2 separate regions of the Mus musculus genome follow, and region 1 is linked to region 2. Evidence: chromatin contacts called from public Hi-C data. All regions are on one chromosome and are shown on one strand. Each heading gives the region's core, a stretch centred on a gene start, on an enhancer-like site or on the middle of the called end of the contact. The rest is flanking DNA. Distances are from core to core; before and after follow the strand shown.

What was found. Hi-C and Micro-C count contacts between places; a contact is called where the count stands out from the background.
Region 1: a contact with region 2 is called in a Hi-C map of muscle stem cells, with 4 times the contacts expected there. The contact joins the promoter of Pgrmc2 here to the promoter of Mccc1 in region 2. A contact is called at or near these places in 1 of 39 promoter capture datasets (pre-B cells) and 2 of 484 Hi-C or Micro-C datasets (CD4 T cells and muscle stem cells).

Annotation. Positions count from the first base shown.
Region 1 is chr3:41,081,074-41,085,430 of GRCm38.p6, reverse strand. Pgrmc2 (progesterone receptor membrane component 2) reads left to right here and starts at 2,385. Exons shown (of 3, transcript NM_027558.1): 1 at 2,385-2,836. The coding sequence starts at 2,437.
Region 2 is chr3:35,999,130-36,003,141 of GRCm38.p6, reverse strand. Mccc1 (methylcrotonoyl-Coenzyme A carboxylase 1 (alpha)) reads left to right here and starts at 2,464. Exons shown (of 19, transcript NM_023644.4): 1 at 2,464-2,661. The coding sequence starts at 2,585. It overlaps Mccc1os (methylcrotonoyl-Coenzyme A carboxylase 1 (alpha), opposite strand), which reads right to left and starts at 3,229. Exons shown (of 3, transcript NR_029456.1): 1 at 2,431-3,229.

The sequences.
Region 1 (4,357 bases), core at 1,136-3,635, 5.1 Mb before region 2:
TCCCTTCATGAAGCAGTGAAGTTGGGAAAGCACCAGCTGGAAAGTTACTGAGGTATTCAAAGCGGGAATATTCTACTAGAAGACATTACTATGACAGTGCAAAAATAAAATGAAAAAATAAAAAACTCCTTTGGACTAGTTCAGGAGGCTAACCTTAAGGATAACCTGTTCAGAGGACTCCAAGTGAGAGTAGGGTTTCTAATGTGAAGTCAAGACATTTGTTTTAGGAAGGGCATAAAGCTTTCTGCTTCACCAGACAGTATCAGCAATCCAACATTGCCCATCCCATGTAGGAGGCAACAGAAATACAATGCTTTTCAATTCTTCTCTTCTAAACCACTTAAGCGAAGCACAAATTTATCTCATAATTTAGCTCAGAGTTATGCCTGGCCAAGTTAATACCAGTGGTTCTCAGTTGGTAGCACCCTCCAAGGGAGCAAGTCTGCACTAGTAAGGAAGAGGTTTTTCCATGTCATAATGCCTTAAGTGACCAGCCATGGCCCCATGTCCAGTACAGTCTTCCCTAAGCACTCCCCAAAGCCATGTAACAAAAGGCAATCTCACTAAACGGTAATGTTTTAAGGAGAGCCTGTGACCCAATTCTGAACAGAAAGATGCCTACTATGAAACCTCCGAGATCCTTTCTTCCTACTGCCATTATTTCAACTGACAGATACTTGAGATTGCTACCACCGTTCTTTCCCAAAACCAGTTTCCATCACTGACATCTCCATTTTCTGTTAGCAAGTCCCACAGGAACTGTGACTTCTAACCCTTCTGGTGACTACTGAGGTTGGCCTGTGCCAATCTGGCTTTACTCCCGTTCTTGCAGTGTAAAGATTATATGGTCACTTACTAATTCTCAATTAAAGACAACAGCTCTGACTCAAAAAAAAAAAAATTCTCAGACTGGGATTGGCAAAATATAGCTTACAGGCTGTTTCTATACCTACTCAGGGGCTGAACCGACTTTAACGTTAAGTGATTTAAAAGTCATAATGATGGGCAAGGGAATGTGCTTGCTGGTATGCAAGTTCATGGCCATCTTCATCTACATATCAAGTGCAAAGCCAATCTGGAACACACTGAACCGTCTCAAAAACAAAAAGACGGTATTTCATGACAAATTCAAATTTCGGTGTCTCTAAGTACATTTTTAATAGAAACACTATCATGCTCATTCTCTATTATTTATGTAACAGTTGGGACAGAGAGACCTTATGGCCCACAGCACCTAAATATATAATCCATTACAGAAAAAAATTTCAGCACCTTCCCCCCCCCCCCCCCCAAAAAAAAGCCACGATGAGTCTTATGTACAATGGCTGGTTTCCCATCCTTTCGAGTGTTAAAACCTCTCTAGGGAAGTTATGATCACCAGTACCGTTAGTGGGTAGGGCTCTCCTGTCCATTGACACTAAAGACAGTTACCTAAAAACTAATAGCAGCCAGAAAAGCCCATCCCTACTTTTCTATACTGTTCACGCCAAAGCCTGAGTCAGCTCCTTTCTGAGTCAGCTCCTTTATGCCGGGTAGCTCACCCCTAGGCTGCCACCATTCGTCTATACCTGTCCCCCACCCCCGGTTGTTCAAAGTTATAAGGAACTGGCCATTCCCTGGATGCATCTTCCTTCCTCACAAGCAGAGTGACAGAAGCCTGTCAAACTAGCTGAGGGCGCGAGATGGGTGGAATTCACACTGGAAAGCACTCTCGCAGGCCCCGAGCAAGGCTATGGAGCTAGAGCCACAGGCTGCTTTATCCGCGCACGCCCACCGCCGGGGAGCAAAGCGCAGAAGAGCTTGCGTCCGACTCCTGTTAGGAGCACTGCCCAAAAGCAGCGTGGGCCGGGACCCGAGTGTCCGGCGCTGCTAGGGCTAGTGCCCGAAGCCCAGCTTCACACGCGGCCCCGCAGCTCACGCTCTATTGCGGCCTCCGCCGTGCGTCGTCACAGACGCGAACCAGCCGTCTCAGAGAGAAGCCGCTTCTGGGCGCACGCGCGCGCAGCAGGGAGGGGTTGCTAAAAAGAGCCCAGCGCGTGGCGTCCCAGGGCCCGCGCACGCGCCCTGACGGCGCTCCGCCCATACGCGCGAGTACGCACGCGCACAGCCGGCTCGGCCCACCCCCCCCCCGCCCCACGCACACTCTATTTTTCTTCAGCCCCGCCCTTCCCTTACACTCCCCAGGCTGAAAGCGTTGGGGCTGTGAGAGCAGGGAAGTGTGGGGCGAGGTGGGCGGGGCGTTGCCCGCGCGCGCTGCCAGCCAGAGCCCGAGCTGCGAGAGCGAAGCCAGACAACGTTACCCAGCCAACAGCCAATAAGCAGCCGGCGCTGCCACGCCCCAGCCCCTCACGTGATTGGCTGAGCGCCGCCTGGTGGGCAGGGCCGCGGGCTTGGGGAGGGCAGGGGGCGGGAGGAGGAAGGCGCTGGCGGGCAGTGATGGCGGCGGGTGATGGGGACGTAAAGCTAAGCACCCTGGGGAGCGGCGGGGAGAGTGGCGGCGACGGGAGCCCGGGTGGCGCCGGAGCGACGGCGGCGAGGAGCAGTTGGGTGGCGGCGCTGCTGGCGACGGGCGGGGAGATGCTGCTGAACGTGGCGCTGGTGGCGCTGGTGCTGCTGGGGGCCTACCGGCTGTGGGTGCGCTGGGGGCGGCGTGGTCTGTGCTCGGGACCCGGGGCGGGCGAGGAGAGCCCGGCCGCCACGCTGCCGCGCATGAAGAAGCGGGACTTCAGCCTGGAGCAGCTGCGCCAGTACGACGGGGCGCGCACGCCGCGCATCCTGCTCGCGGTCAATGGGAAAGTCTTCGACGTGACCAAAGGCAGCAAGTTCTACGGCCCCGGTGAGGAGTGAGGGGTGTCGGGGTGGGGATCCGGGACACCCTATCCCCGCCGCGGCCCCGCTCCTGGACCGCAGCCCCGCGCACGCCCCCAGCTGCGGGCGTCGTGGGGGGCTCAGTGGCGCCCCACAGACCTGCGCTCGGCGTTCCTTGCCTTTCCCAATCCGTATCTCCTCGCAGCTTTTCCTGGGGCTGAAATTCTCAAAATTGTTAAGAGTTGTCTCTAGTCACGTTGGCGTTCAACCTTTCCTCGGAGCGTTTTGATTTCTGGGCTTTGTCGGGGCAAGAGGGCTAAAGTGGCGATCCAAAGTTTTTGGCCCAGTGTTAAGACAGCTTTCTTCTTATTCTGGGTTGTCTGTTTGACACTTGCCTACTTTTTCCCTTCTCCGGACTTGTCTGCCGAGAGTCAGGGCTAGGGACACGTAGTTTCAAGTCCCAAGCCCTGGAGCTCGGTTTCACAACCACCCCGGACTCGTTTTCATTCTTTTTCTAAAAAGTCGGTTTGGGCTCCAAGATGCTTTCCAAGATTAACAACTGTATGTAAAATGAGGACGGACCAGAACGTAAACCTTAATAAGTAAGACTGGCAAAGATATTGGCCCTGAGTGTAGGGGGTGGAGCTCATCTGCCCAGGAGGCAGGCGTGTCTCTTGTCTCCGACTCTCTCAGTCTCTCCCTCCTTCCCTCCTCTCCTTCTTTCTCTGCTAATAGTAAAATAAGTATTCAAATACCCGTTGAAAATAAATTATTGTATTTTCCCTTAGCAGAATGAGACGCCTTGGGGGGGTGAGGGGGGGCACGAACCTAGAAGCGTCGAACTTCTCGCCCCCTGCCCTGCATGTGCTGAAGGTTTTACAACTTTACTTTCAGAAAATTACGTGGAAGGTAGTTGCCGTTAGAGGCCCTTTTGCAGTGTAGTGGTAATCTATATTGCAGATTGTGCAAATAAACTTCAGACCCCGGGTATCTGTTGGTAGCCCATAAAATTGAACAACATTGTGCGGCCTGGTTATGCAGTGCTTAATATTAAACTTTAAAGACAGAAGGGGAGGGGGAGGAGAAGAGAGAGCGTGAGTTGTAAGAATGAAGCTAGAGACCAAAGTGACCCCTTATTGGAAGGTATGCATCCAACTTTTAAGCTAGGTTTCCTTTTAATTTCCTTATTGCCCCTGATTGATTTATTGACACTGAAGACGCTTCTAATTTCTATGCTCAGTTGGATGCTATTTTAGGAGTGTTTTGGTTTGTTGATTGGATTAGAGCTAAGAAACACAAATAAGCATTTGATGTTGGATCTGTTAATCTCTTTGTGTGTGTGTGTGTGTGTGTGTGTGTGTGTGTGTGTGTGTATTTCCTTCTGGATATATAAACACAAAAATCATGTCTCCTTACTTACATCAGCTCCCATGGTTAGTACTTTTTTATTTTTTTAATTTAAGAGCATGTGGAACAAGAGAATAGGACCCAAGTACCTTGTTTACATGGACCAAGTCAAATAAACTTTTAAAAGTGAAGAATTTGCACA
Region 2 (4,012 bases), core at 1,215-3,714:
ATGGTGCAGGAGGAGCTGAGAGTTTTACATCTTCACCTGAAGATGCTAGCAGACCTGGCTTCCAGGCAGCTAGGACTAGGGTATTAAAGCCCACACCCACAGTGTGGGGCACACCTATTCCAACAGGGCCATACCTTCTAATAGTGCCACTCCCTGGGCCAAGCATATCCAAACCATCATGGGAACCAACATTTCTTTTCCAGAGAGCCTAACCCTATCATCTCTTGAACTGAGCTAAAATAAGGAACAACACCCGGGTTTTCTCAAACAGTGGTCAAGTACCTATGAACACATTTTCTTTTCTTTCAAACATTAACATGATCAACTATATCAGTGGCTTCTCAATAGTAAGCCAACCTTACATTTCTACAATAAAATTTACCTTGCTATATATCACTCTATGTTTTAGTTAATGTTTATATGGGATTTTTCCATCAATACACACAATGGGGGTTGACTATCAATGTGTGTGTGAAGTACATGTTCTTTTTATTGATTTTGGCATCCATGTTATCTTCATAGAAAGAACTGTAAAATTTTCCATCATTTTGTGCTCTAGAAAAAAAGTAATAGCACTGCAATGAACCATTGTTTATTACATATGGAAATTCTTTTAGCTAGAGAAGGTGAGCTTTTTCATCAGTTGGGGTGGAGGTAAAGAGGGATTCAAAACAGGGGGAAGGATTATTTAGATCTTGTCTCTTTTCCAGCATCTATTTTAGTAAACAGTATTTTCTTGTAAAATCCATTTCATTTCTGGTTTGTCAAAGTTGTACAAAATCAGCTTCTTGTTAATTTATTGTTTTCTCTATATTTGATTTCCCTACTTTTAAAAGTGAGTTCCAGGACAGCCAGGGACATATATATATATATATATATATATATATATATATATATATATACACACACACACACATATATATATATATATATACACACACACACATATATACACACACACACACACACACACACACACACACACACACATATATATATATAATCAAGACCAGTGTGGTGGTGCACACATTCAGTCCTAGCCCTTGGGAGGCAGAGGCAGGCTCTCAAACTCTGTGAGTTAGAAGTCAGCCTGGTCTACATAGTGAGTTCCAGGACAGTCAGGGCTACATAGAGAGACCGTGTCTCAAAAAGAAAAAAAAAAAAAGTCATGTGAGATTTTTTTCCTCTTTATTTCTTGCTTATTTGGAGGCCATGTTCACTTTTTTGCTGTTTTAAATATATATCTTACATTCATTTTAAGTACAAGATGAAAACAATTTCTCCCCACGCCCAGAAAACAGTGTGTGGTTTTTTTTTTTTTTTTTTTTTTTTAATATGGAACTCTTCACACCTGAAACAGCGTAAAAGTAAACAACTAAATGAAAACCTGAGGAAATATTAACCTCTATAACTAGAGTTCTTATAACTCTGTAGGAAAAAAAGATATCCAGCCACACAAACAAAGCCAGTGGCAAGTACTCCCAGGGACGTTTTGAAACTATGTGATGACTCTACCGATAAAAGTCTAAACTTACTCAATATAAGATATCCTTCCTGAAGGAAGGAATTCATTTCTGGTGAACTCCAGAGGGATGGGTTCTCTTTTGCTGGCCAATGGGCCAGATAAGTAGGAACCTTCTCGAAAATACACAAGCAAGCCAATTTGTATCCAGACTTTCTAAAAGTTCGAATCTTTCAAGAAAACATCTTAGATTTTAAAGACAGGTGCAGGACTACTAGCCCAGACTGGTCTCGAACTTGGTCTGCAGGTTAGGATGGGCTTGAACTCCTGATGTTCCTGCTTCCACTTGTGTCCCCTTATTTCTAATTATTTTCTTAGTTCCTGGATTTATTTGTCCTTTGGTGTTAGTTTTCTGATTTCACTAATTTATTCCTCTTTACATTTGTTTTCCTTCTGCATTTATGTTTGTTTTTCATATCTTATTTATTTTGGTTTTTGAGGGACAGCCTCAACGTATTGCTCAGGCTGGCCTGGGACTCACTGTCTAGTCAATCCTGTCACTTACTACAATCCTTCTGCTTCAGCTTCTGGGATTGCAAATATGCGCCACTACGTCCCATTTAGTTTTTGCACTTATAACCCTTCGATTGGCTGTTTCACTTACTGTGTTTTTCTCCCCCATATGAGCTCTGCCTCAGCTGTATCAAATACCTACACATAGCTTTTACTGTGTCTTTGTTTCCTGCCACGCAGTTTCCACTGCCCCTTTTTCCTGATGTTTAGTGAGAAAGCTTGCATTTTGCTTGAGTGGTGGTTTGAGGGGCTGTGCATTTTCCTCTCATGCTCTGTGCTAAAAAAAAAAAAAAAGAAAAAAAAAAAAACCTGGCCCCGCCCCTCCAGATGGAGCCCAGCCCCTCACAGTTCACTCCCCACCCCCCAGGCACATGGTCCAATCAGCCAATCGGTACCTTGAAACACCCAGTTTTGTGATTGGCTCTTGCGGAGACGCCTACTTGCTCTTCGGAGCTACGGTGGCGGATCGGGGACAAGAAGCTTGCGCAGGGAGGGACGCTTTCAAGAATAAGCCAAGCAGCTTTTGGAATCCAGCAGAACAGCGCGGAGATGGCGGCGGCGGCGTTGTTGGCTGCGGTGGACAGGAACCAGTTGCGACGGGTCCCGATCCTGCTGCTGCAGCCGAGGTGACTCAGGGGTACTGCCGGTCCGTGCGCGGCCCGGATGCGAGGCGCTGGGTCACGTGAGAGCAGCCCTTTAAGTGCCTGTGTGTAGTTTTGGTAGGCGCTGTCCCACTTCAGTCTTTGGCTCTTCCTACAGACTCTGCCACCTTGGCTGGTTTCTGATCTGGGCACCCCGCACGGTGCTGCAACCGAAGATGGCATACGTAGCTAGAGGCTTGCACCAGGACCCCTTTCCCAAAGTCGCTTTCAGCTTAGCTCCCTCATTTTGAGTGCAGTTCAGAGAAGGATTTCTAGAGACCTTTCCCATTGCTGGGAAGAGTCAAATTAATGAGGGGTGAGTTTTGTCGAACGCTCTTGTTCACAAGTTTGAACAAAGCTGGCAGATGACTACCCCGGATCCTTTTGGAAACGAAGCTCCACGCTTTGACAACAGTGAAAACCCCAAGTCATGTAGATAGATTACTTCACCATAATCATCACCTCCTCGCATTCTGAAAAACGTACTGGCCCAAGGGCAAGAACTGCCTGCAGAAGGTTGGGTTCCCAGCTTACCTGTGACCTTGGTCGAGTTACCTAATATCCGTGCTTCAGTTTCTTCTGCTTGGAGGTGATGATACTTGTATCTAGCAGAGGTAATATAAAGACGATACTAACCCCCTCGTATGTCCAAATCAACACGTGGATAAAAATTTAAACACATCATGGTCCATTCAACAAACAGTGGTCGATGCCCTGGATTTTCGGTGAATACTAAAATGTAGGTCTTCACCCTATATTTTAAATAAGAAAGATGGTGAAAGTTGTATTAGTGCTGTTTTTCTTCCTGTGAATTTCCTTAGGTTCCCAAGAATACCACAGAGTCATTCTCCTCTCAAGGCTTAGTTATAGCTGTCATCCTGCTAATAGTTTTTAAAATTAAAACTCTTACCAGCATGAGAATTTTACCTTTTCTTTTTTCTTTCTTTTTACCAGCCATGATTCCTCTAATACCTCAGAGAAAAGAATTTGATTAGTCAGACTCTACCCATGAGAATAGCGGCTGTCTTAATTGGTGAATTATCTCCTGGCAGGCAATTTACTCGTCATGTTTAAATGTTTTGAGATGTAGCAAAAAGAGCTTTGAAAAATGGGATAGAGAAATCAGAACATTGTCAAGATAAAGGATTGCACTTAAGGAGTGTGTCTGACTGCCTGACTCAGTCTTCACTAGCTGAGAGGAAAAAAAAAAAAAAAAACATTTTAGGCTATCAGTGGTCCCAGGTTGGATACATGACAAAGCTGTGATTTCTTAGGCAGGACTGGAAAAGCCTTAAACCCTAACTTACCTGGAGAGGTCAGAGGGGAAAACAATGCT